Regions from separate parts of the Mus musculus genome. Here region 2 is linked to region 1. The links are chromatin contacts, called in public Hi-C maps. All regions are on one chromosome and are shown on one strand. Each heading gives the region's core, a stretch centred on a gene start, on an enhancer-like site or on the middle of the called end of the contact. The rest is flanking DNA. Distances are from core to core; before and after follow the strand shown. Region 1 overlaps Usp13 (ubiquitin specific peptidase 13 (isopeptidase T-3)). Region 2 has its middle 7.3 kb from the start of Gm52604.

What was found. Hi-C and Micro-C count contacts between places; a contact is called where the count stands out from the background.
Region 2: a contact with region 1 is called in a Hi-C map of rod photoreceptor, with 2.4 times the contacts expected there. The contact joins two enhancer-like sites. A contact is called at or near these places in 9 of 484 Hi-C or Micro-C datasets (adipose-derived mesenchymal stem cells, cortical neurons, cranial neural crest and 6 more).

The regions. Positions count from the first base shown.
Region 1 is chr3:32,907,174-32,912,521 of GRCm38.p6, reverse strand. It overlaps Usp13 (ubiquitin specific peptidase 13 (isopeptidase T-3)), which reads right to left. Exons shown (of 21, transcript NM_001013024.2): 14 at 861-949. Among named protein-coding and RNA genes, the nearest start is that of Gm34153, 62 kb to the left of the region's middle. Within about 2 kb of position 2,116, at least 32 of the 459 cell types and tissues checked have an H3K27ac peak or open chromatin away from gene starts, as enhancers often do. A contact at or near this core is called in rod photoreceptor, where this site is marked.
Region 2 is chr3:33,124,382-33,129,729 of GRCm38.p6, reverse strand. It overlaps a transcript of Pex5l not described here. Among named protein-coding and RNA genes, the nearest start is that of Gm52604, 7.3 kb to the right of the region's middle. Within about 2 kb of position 3,364, at least 4 of the 459 cell types and tissues checked have an H3K27ac peak or open chromatin away from gene starts, as enhancers often do. A contact at or near this core is called in rod photoreceptor, where this site is marked.

The sequences.
Region 1 (5,348 bases), core at 867-3,366:
CTGTTCTTCCTTCTGTCTCCAGGTCCCCTTCTACCCGTGTTTGGATGACTCTTAAGGCTTTCATCGTTTTGTTGTGTAAGTGCCCAAAAACAAGTCTGTAAGAGACTGGCAGTTTGAAGTCCTTGCTAGAGAAGCTACACGGAGTGAGATGCAAATCCTTGCACAAGCCTGGAGGTCACTTAAGACTGCTCACATTCAACCCTGGTGGCTAAGGAAATGGTCTTTATGCCTTATCTGGAAAATGGGCCTCCCACACTGACCAAGGACCTTGAGTATTGATGAAAAGGCAGCCAGTGAAGCCCAAACCACATCCTTCTATCAACTGTCCAAATCCAATGTTTCCAAGTGGTTGGGAGGAAAATGTGTATGATTTAGATGAATATCACATACATATAGTACTGCTGTATCTCAGAGGCAGGGAAGGGTGCTAAGAGGAAGTTATACCTCCAGCTACCTACTACTACAAGTGTGGCGTCTGGACTGTCAATGCCAACACCATGCGGTAGGTTAGAAACATGGTCGCTCAGCCCACCTACACCTGCCAATCAGGATCTGCATTTTCCAAAGATCCCAGGTGACCTGTGTGCACAGTAACTTCTGAGATGCGCTGTCGCAAGGAGTGTACTTCCCCTCTGAGAACCTGATCCTCCCAGAGCTCAGTGGTGAGGGTGTGGTTAGCATATGGTGTTTCTTATGGTAGTGTTTCTCCTAGATTCTGGGTCCAGAGAAACCTGGGAGTAACAGAGGAAACAATGGGGTGGAAGGGACGGGGCAGACGTTCCCACAGCCTCTTTCACATGCCATGTCTGGTTAGGTGGCTCACTCTATAGTTTAAGCGAAAGCATGCAAAGGATACCTACCAAATTTTCTGGGAACCCAGTCAAGACCAAAAGTGAACTTCTTTATCTGCACTACCAAGTATTCAGGGAATGAGGCAAAGCGAGAAGTTCTGGGAAACACAAGGGGAGGAGATCAATCAAACAAGGAAGAAAAGAAAGGCTATTGCTGTCCATGGCTCACAGGCAGCTTTGTCTGGGGCTCCTGGCAATGCCAAGGACTGCCCTGAGAAGGAACCAACCAACAGTCAGTACACCGGTACTCGCACACTCGCTCCAACCCCCTGGCTTCTCTGCCGCAGAAAATGCTGACTGGGGACACAGTAATCACTGGGTGCAGCTATCTCACAGTGACTGCTTTGCTGCAGTGCTCTGGAAAGTGTGCCTAAACCACTTGATTTCCCAGCATTCTTGGAGTGTTTTTACCTGTGTATGTATCTGTGTGTGTTCTCAGTCAAGCACGCACCATGTCTGTGACATTCCCTACGTGGTGCAGAGAAGCCAGCCTCACTCCTCCTGGGCATCACTGTCTCACAGCAGTGGACTGGTGCAAGGGAGGGTTGCCAGAACTCGGGTTGAGGCTGACCATTACAGAGTCTCTTTGAATACCAGGATCCCGGGTAGCACGGGTCCTATAGCTAGCTCTCTCTATCTAAACCTAAGCCTTATCTTTTAAAAGATTTTAGCTTATGTGTATGGGTGTTTGCCTGCACGTGTGTATATGTACCATGTCTGTGTCCACAGACCTAAGAAAAGCAGGTCATGTCCCCAGGAACTGGAGCTACCTGTGGTTATGAGACACCATGTAGGTCCTGGGAACCAGACCCTGGTCCTCTGCAAGAGCGGCAAGTGCTCCTGCCCCTGAACTTGACATTTTTAAATTAACACTGAGTTAATTCTGAGTTCACTTCAAACTGAAATACAGAGTATTCTAGGCTTGGCTTTATCACTTTTATGCACACACTGACTGTTCTAATTGCACATCAAATCCATGCCTCTCAGTGCCCGAATCCCACTCATTCGGTCACCAATTATGTCTTTCCAGCACCTCTTTCTATTTGCCTGTCTATGTAAACAGACAAAGAGCCACATTGTTTCCCAGCCTTTGGGCTAAAATCATGTACAGACAATGAGCCAGAGATGGTACAATAGGTCCCCTTTAAAATAGAAGGCTCCGAGCTTTCTCCTCCAAACCTCACTGTTGAATTAGAGCCATTGCCTTCTATCTGATACACATCTTTTTAGGTCTGAACAAACTCCAATGTATTGCTGCCCTCTGGTGCAGAATAGTAGACACAGCACAGGGCTGACCATGGGCAAAGAGTAGAGAAGTATGGCTTTAAGTCTTCAGTAGGCTCGTAATTTACTCCAGATCCGGGGGAATCTCTGGCCCCTCTGAGGCTCGTTTTACATCTGGAAATGATCTTACTCGTGGATGTGCTGTCAGGGTTGTTCAGTGCTTTCTCGCCCTTGTGAAAACCCCTTGACACACCAGACTGTACTGTACTGAGGAAGTGGAGTGAATTCCATCATCCCTAAAGTTTCGGACACTGAACTGGTCTGTCACTGACCTGTATCTTCCCTGCTCTGTCTCAAGTTCTCCCTCAGAAGGACAGTAGATGAGAACAGGCCTCAATGCAAGGCAACTATGAGAGCTCAGCCTTGCAAAGGGATTGATCTAGGATTATCCTGGCTCTCTGAAGAAACGTACAGTCCCTCCAATTGGGTTCTCTGGCTGCCTGAGAAGCCTAAATATATATCATTCTCATTTAAATGAAGCCAAGACTTCCAGTTTACAGAAAGTCAACAAAATTCACCTGCTATTATAGCATTTTCAACTAATGAAAAAAGTTATCTTTCAGCTACAGTGTGTGAGTGTGTATGTGTGTGTATGTGTGTGTGTGTGTGTGTGTGTGTGAGAGTGAGAGAGAGAGAGAGAGAGAGAGAGAGAGAGAGAGAGAGAGAGAGAGACAGAAAGAGACAAAGAGAGACAGAGAGGGACAGAGAGAGACAGAGAGGGAAGAGAAGAGAGAGAGAGAGAGAGATGCTCATGTATGTGTCCATCAAAGGTCAACAATCAGTGGGTGTGTTTCTTCCTCTCTCACTCTCCACCTTACTTTTATGAGACAGTCTCTACTGTCCCTGGAGCTCAGATGAGAGTGGCTAGCCAGTGGGAGCCCGGGATGTGCCCCTGTCCTCATCCCAGTACCATGTTTACAGCCATGCCCACCGTGCTCTGCTTCTGCACAAGCCACACCAGATCCCACACAGGCAAGCTCTCATTCCTAAGCAGCAGTCTTTACCACTGAGGCCTCTCCTCTGCCCAGACCTTCTCACATTAATATCAAATCTGGGGTAATCTCATTAAATCAATGGTATGCAAATGGTGACTCTGGAGCCAGGAAAGTTGCTGACTCTATGCTAAAGAGCTGTGTGAAAATAAGGTATGGGCAGTGGATTAGTTGGAGGTTGGGACAGAAGGTGGAGGAACAATTAAGGAATGACTCTGTAGTGGGTAACTACCAACCATTCAAAAATATCTTAAACTCAACCACACTGCATTTTGTTCCACATATATCTCAGGTTTGTCTCAAGAGCAATAAGAATCTCCACTCAGTAACAGGAGTTCGCGGACATCAAGTTACAGTTAAATCTGACAATATTAAACTGGGCTTTGCAAATGGGTTGGCAGTTGTACAATGTCTATTAGCACTGCTCACTCATTACAATTAAGACTCACATGTTATGAAGACATCTTATTATGAAAAAACAATGTAAGCTGCAATAACTAACATGGTCTACTCCACAGCATTGAAAATTGGCTAAGTCAAAAAGAGTACTAGCCCCTTTCTGGTAAGTGCACCAAAAATGCCATTAGTCAACTATATGCAAACCTCATGACCCACAGCAAATACACATGCACATGCGCACACACATTCACAAAAGATCACAATAATGACAGTGACAACAGCTGCTGACAGGTACATGCAAGGCATCTATTCTGTTCAGCTCCCTTAGGCATCAGTTCTATAAATAAAACCCTTCTGTTATCCCCGCTTTACAGATAGGAAAAGGGGCACTGGCAGGAGCGTTAGCTGCCCAAGGTCACATTCCAGCTGATGGAGAGAGTCTGCTCTGGGGCCCACACTATGCTCCTCTCTCCCAAGTGACAAAGTGTAAGTGGGACTCTCCCCACAGCCACACTGGACAGGAGTGGGGTCTTGTCCAGCACTCTGCCTAGAATGAGCTGTAATATTTGGTAGGTAAATGGATGCTCCAAACAATACCGGGCTTCCCTGACACAGCCTGTCAGGATCGTTTTAGAGCAGTGGCTCTCAACCTTCCCAATGCTGTGACCCCTTAGTACAGTTCCTCATGTTGTGGTGACCCCCAATCAAAAAGTTATTTCATTGCTGCTTCATAACTCTAATTTCACTTCTGTTATGAATCAGAATGTAACTATCTGGTATGCAGAATAGCTGATATTTGAACCTGTGAAAGAGTCATTCTCTCAACAAAAGGAGTCTCAACCCCGATGTTGAGAAGCATTGATGTAAAGAACCATTATGTCTGGTCCATCCTGACTTATAGGCCTACCTAGATCAGCCCACTCTTTCTTTCTTTGTGTTTGTTTGTTTGTTTGTTTTTAATAGAGAGATATACTATGCTGTCCAGGCTGATATTGAACTCTCTCTGTTGTCTAGGCTGGCCATGAGCTTGCCAATCCTCCTGCCTCAGCTTTCCAAGTTCTGGGATCACAGGTATGCACTACCCCACCTGGTCACCAAGGATACAAGCCTTTTGCCTTTTTCTGGATTTTCGGGCTCAGGGTCTAACAAAAGGAAGGTTCAAACTGACATTAACAAAATGCCAGCAGCATCACAGCCTACATTATAAAAAATAAATTAAAACTAAAAAATCCCCAGAAGTTCACTAGCTGGCTTTGCCAAATGCCAAAACAAGCATTTGAAACTATAAAGTACATAAGGACTGCTAAGCATGGCTGTATGTGGACTCGGTGGATTACGTGGGTAAACCCAGGATAGAAGTGCCATCCCTGAGTGCCATCAGACCAGCTTAATCTCACAAGCATGCCACTTACTGGACAACTGCTTCTCCTTTTATTGCCCCATCTCTAAAGCGGGAGACCACTGGAGCTTACCCCGCACTGCTAAGACCATATTAAATGTGATAACTGATGGGTGGGAGTTTGGGCTACAGCAAGACCCTGTCTCAAAACACAAGAGTAGTCTGGAAAGAAAACAGTTGATAGCAGGTTCATCCCAAGCTCCTAGGTAGGCAGTAAGTAGTAGGTATGTTAGTAGCTCTAGCCTTCTTTTCTAAAGGATGGTTACTTTAGATAATAACAATTGCGATACAACACTAATTCTTCTTGAGCATAGAAACAAGCATATAGGGGCCGAGGAGACGGCTTTTGGATGAAGACCTCGCCTCACAGGTTTAGGGATCTGAGTTTAGATACTCCCAAATTATGTAAAGCCAGGCAGTGAT
Region 2 (5,348 bases), core at 2,115-4,614, 220 kb before region 1:
GATTTAGAAGTGCAATAGATCCTTCTAATGGGTCCCGGTGATATCTCTAAGCAGCCATAGTTTTGTGGAATTAGACTCCATCCCTCTGCCTTTCTAGACACCTCCTTCCTGACTCAGCTGGTGGTTAGTAATCATTTGGATGGAAAATTTCTGTCCTGCAGACAGTATATCTGCACAGCCAGGAAAGACTGTCCTTTACTATTAACCATGTTCTGGAAAATAAATTCTAAACATATCCTAACATCAAGATAGTTGATAATTCCTATAGAAATCAAGGATTATAACCCTCCTTATCCCTCAGAGAATGAGCTGTGGGATAAGATCCTGCCAGACTTGTCTTTATCAGCATGAGAATACCATAGGCACTTTCCCACAAAGCTGTCTATCCCCAGTGCAGAGTCTCAGCTGTGGCAAATTCTGATATCTCTGCAACAATAGTCACTTTTGAAAGCATCCCACAAAATGTCATCACTAGAGAGGGGCATAGGGGAGAGGTATTTAATTGTTGCAGTGCTGAAGAGAAGCCAGTGGTCAGGGTCTGACCACTTCACTAAAAGCTGGGGACACAAATCTGAGGCTTCCAGGGTTGTGTTCTGTGTCCAGAGATCTTGTGGCAAAGTAGGGCCCCTTCTCTACTTTGGTACTTCAGCCATGACAAAGTGACTGAACTGACAGCCACAAAAGGATTTTGCAAGTTTCCTGGGATATTGTAATAGCAATGGACAGTGGAAGTACAACCATTTATTCAAAGGTAGATGCTAATCCATAATGCTTTTCAGTTCTCTGACGTCTAGAGTATCTAGTTCTTTCCCTTTGATGGTGGCTCCATTTTGCTTCTCTTTTATTGCTGGTTTTATCAAACAGTGTTGCACACATACTTACATTGATTGTTACACATAGGTCCTTTTGTGTACATAAACCTCATTGTTTACCTATTTCTCTGTTAATGGGGAGACACTGATGTGCACACAGCTCTATGCTGCCTCCCGCAGGAGTCTCAGGTAGGAACTCACCGTGAATGGTCCTAGGAAAACCAAGCTGCTATGTGACCTAGCTCTGCCACTCCTGGGTACAACTGGCACTTGGACAGCAGCCTTGCATACAACAGAGTGTACCTGCTTAGGAGCAAACAGACACTTGTAAAACCTTCCCTCATTTTCTACAGAAAGCCGCCTGTCTTTTTGTTTTGGTTTTTCTCTATGGCTGACAAAATACTCTGACCAAAAGCAATTTAAAGAAGGGTGGATTTATTTCAGCCCACAGTTCAAGGTTACAGCAACGGAGTCATGAAAACAGAGGCTTGAAACAAATGGTCAGATGGCATCCACAGTTAGAAAGCAAAGAGCAGTGAATGCTTGCTATCTAATAATCCACACCATTTCTCCATTTTATATACGCTAGGATCTCCACCGAAGGAATGGGACCACCCACAGTACAGATGTGGCTTCCCAGACAAATTAATCAAATCAAGATAATCTCTTCCCGACATTCTCAGATGCAAACCTTAACCTAGTGGTCCCTCACAGGTATACAGGGAGGCTTGCTTCCAAGGTAGTTCTAGATGCTGTCAACTGACAATCAGCACTTAGTAAGGAATCAACCCCCATAGAAGACCTGGGTGGCCAGTATAATAGTAAAGCCATGGTTTAATCAAAGCTCTGAGACTGTGGTTCTGTCGCTCTGTGTTACATATGTGGAAGAGTCTGGGGTTGTATGCATCAGCTAAGCCAAAATACCCCTCATCCCTGAATTCTAATACACAAATACATTCTAATGCATGCACTGTCACTTACAATTTTTATATAAAATATTTTATAATGATGTAGTAAGTGTTAGCTTCCTGGTGCTGTAGTAAAATACCTGAGGTAACCAACCTACAAATATAAAAGGTTCATTTAGGCTCTTAGTCATAGAAGTTTCAGTTCATGGTTTGACAGCCATTGCTTTGGGTTCTGTAAGAGGCATCACCCCCTGAGCGAGGTGCGGAGCAGAACAGAGCCACTCTGCTCACAGCCAGTTCACAAAATGGGAAGCCGGGTTCCGCAGTCCCCTCTTATCAGGCCCCAATCCTATTTTTTAAAGTTTATTTTATTTTTATCTAGGTGTAGGGATGTATTGTCTGTCTGTCTGTCTGTCATCTGTTCACATAACTGCAGTGTCTCTGGGTCCAGAAAAAGCTGTCAGATCCCCTGGAAATAGAATTATGGGTGGTTGGGTGGGAGCCCCTGAGAGGGGTGAGGGGGATGAGACTACACTGCTCTCAATGCCTCGTCTTTCCAGCCCCTTTTCTCACAGTTCCCACGAGACACCAGATCTGCCAAGACTTTACCAAATGCCCCACACCTTAGCACTTCATCCTCTGTCGAACTTGTCCTAAATGCCTGACTTCATGGTCAAAAATAGCCACTACTATTCAAAGGCGTTCTCTTCATTTCTTAGGCTCTTAATCACCCTTTCATGAAGGAATACAGAAAGGGCCTGGACTGTTGAAAGTGGCCACTTCTAATGGGCGGGCACAAGATTTCTGTGAAGAAAACCTGAGACTTCAGTTCTCAGCTATCTCAGTTTGAATTCAATTCTATTTAAAAAAAAACCACTGTTGCCTACGTTATTAAAATTCATTTAAAATTTCCAATTAATTTAGAAATGGAAAGACCAATAGCTCACATTATAAAAGCAGATGTAATACTGTTAACACTAGCTCAATATAAAGTCAAAATCAACAAAATGAAGAGTATGGTTTTCTCATATCCAATTTTGTTAAAATTAATACTTATAAATAAAGATCTAGTGATCTGGTCTAATTATGCCCTGATTTAAAAATCAATATGGGGTTAAATGTGCATGTTTTATTTTATGTTAAAGAATGCTTGCTCTGGCCTTCTACATTAAAAAAGGCAAATACAAGTGCTTTGCACTGTGCAGAATCTGACAAAATTTACTGTTTTCATGCGGCACATAGTTGTTGTTTTAATACATGTTTAAATGGATAAGCTCTTTGTAGATGAAACTAAATAGTTAACTCAGCATTCATGTAAAAACTGATTGTTTATCTGAAGACAGGAATTCCCCAGCTAACTACCAGTATCTGTCTCAACCACTGCCATGTGTTTCAAGTTCAACTATGCATCCATTACCGACACCAGGGTGTGGCCGCTCCTGCAGTCCTGCACTGTGTGGTAGCACCAATGTCTGCTCTGGACCCAAAAGCTGTCCTTCCCTGCTTTCTGCTCCAACGTCTAATCTAAACCCAGTCATGCTCTCATTCCATCTCCTTTTGCCCCAGCTTCTCTCTCACCTCACCATCACCACTTAGAATATTCCAGACTTATCAGCTTTACCTAAGAAGTCTAAAGACAGGCTCTAAATCTGTCCTTTTGCAACCTGGGGTGAACATATGTATATATGTTTATCCTCTTTGCTACAGTGTTAATTGGCTCCAACTGCCCTTCTGTTAGAGTCCTTTCACGGCCCATCTTCACAGGTGTGCTTGTCACTATTGTCTTAGAGCCATCTTCACAGGTGTGCTCGTCACTATTGTCTTAGAGCCATCTTCACAGGTGTGCTCGTCACTATTGTCTTAGGTTAAAAGTATCAAAAGATGGCCTAGTCGGCCATCACTGGAAAGAGAGGCCCATTGGACACACAAACTTTATATGCCCCAGTACAGGGGAACGCCAGGGCCAAAAAGGGGGAGTGGGTGGGTAGGGGAGTGGGGGGGAGGGTATGGGGGACTTTTGGTATAGCATTGGAAATGTAAATGAGCTAAATACCTAATAAAAAATGGAAAAAAAAGTGCAGATATCAGACCCTATCACAGTCTTAGTGAATCAGGCCATAAAGACTGAGCCTGGGAAACCTTCAGTAACACTCTGCAAGTGTACTTGGTGTAGCGTGGAGATGATAGGACTCAAAGGCTTGCTGTTCCAGCATCCGGGGTGTTCCCAAATGCACCATACGCACTACTAAGTTTTATAGACTCCTCTACACCGGACCTGGGCTTCCATGCCTCTGGCCTTTCCTAAAGGTGTTCTCTCTGACTAGAACATCCATCCCCTCACTCCCTACTAATCCTCAGTCAGCCATTAACATCTAGACATGTTTTTCCTAGCATGAGTCATCAGAGCCTCCAAGTATGGTTACACACCATTCTCCGTGTTCACAATGCTCCAAACCTGGGTGGAACTCTGTCACTGGCCCCTCACCCTGCTGTCTCAGAGTAGTTTCCCTTGGCTGTGTGCTTTATCTCCAGTGCCTCGCACAGAGTCTGCCCATGGTCTATGAGCCTCTCCTATGCACTGTGCCTCTCCTATCTTCTGGGGACTCATTTCACAGACCTTCCAAGTATTCTTGAAACCAGAAATAGTAACAAGATTTCTCCCCGCTCCAAATATGTGTGTGTAATATACTTCCCTGTACACCTTTAATAGAGTCTAACTTAAAAATCAGCCACATCAAGAGATGAGTAATAACTAATAATGTAATAAAACTGTAATAAAACAAAAACTATAATAAAACTATAATTGCTAAAATACTCTAATATAATAAACTATAATAAAACTATAATGAATAAAAAACTATAATACAATTTTAAAACAGTAATAAAAGTGAACGCAGTCACTGTGTTCTTCTATTCTACTCGCCAGTCTTCCTGTGATGAGTCCAGGTGGTACAGTGACTCCATGGGAGCCTGCACTGGCATTTGTGACATGCCAACCTGTGACATAGTGCCGAATGACTAAGTGAGATATCACATAACCAGCATGGGTGTGCTGGATGGGTGAATGGCTGATTCACTTGTTGGGTGAACAGAGGCAGATGGTATCAAATTTTATCATGCTACTCAGAATGGATAGACATTCAAATCAAGTGCATTTCTGTTTCTGGAATTTTCCATTTAGGCCGTTGTTGACAATGGGCAACTGAAACCGAGGAAAGCAAAATTGCAGATAAGGAAAGCTATTGTACATGCTGGATTAAATAATTAACTGTGGAACTAATTCATCTCATAATTAGCCTTTATTAATCTTCTTGCTTTGATTCAAACTTCTAAAGATTCCCATAGACAAATATAAATTAAGCACTTTATCTGGCATCTTTGAAGACATAATTAAACTATTATAAAAACGTCCTACACCCTTTAAAACTAGGTATCCCTAAAAGTCTATTCAGATTCCTTTTTGATTTAAACAAATGGCAGGTGCAAAAAAGCAAACATTCCTCTTTGGCAGCAGGCAGACGAGCTGGTTCCCTAGAACTGTACACTCTTGTTCACTGGCTGGTTGTCCCTTTCAATGGTGGTCCCTTCTCAATGGTGGTCACTCCTGCAAAGCTGGTGGGAAACCACT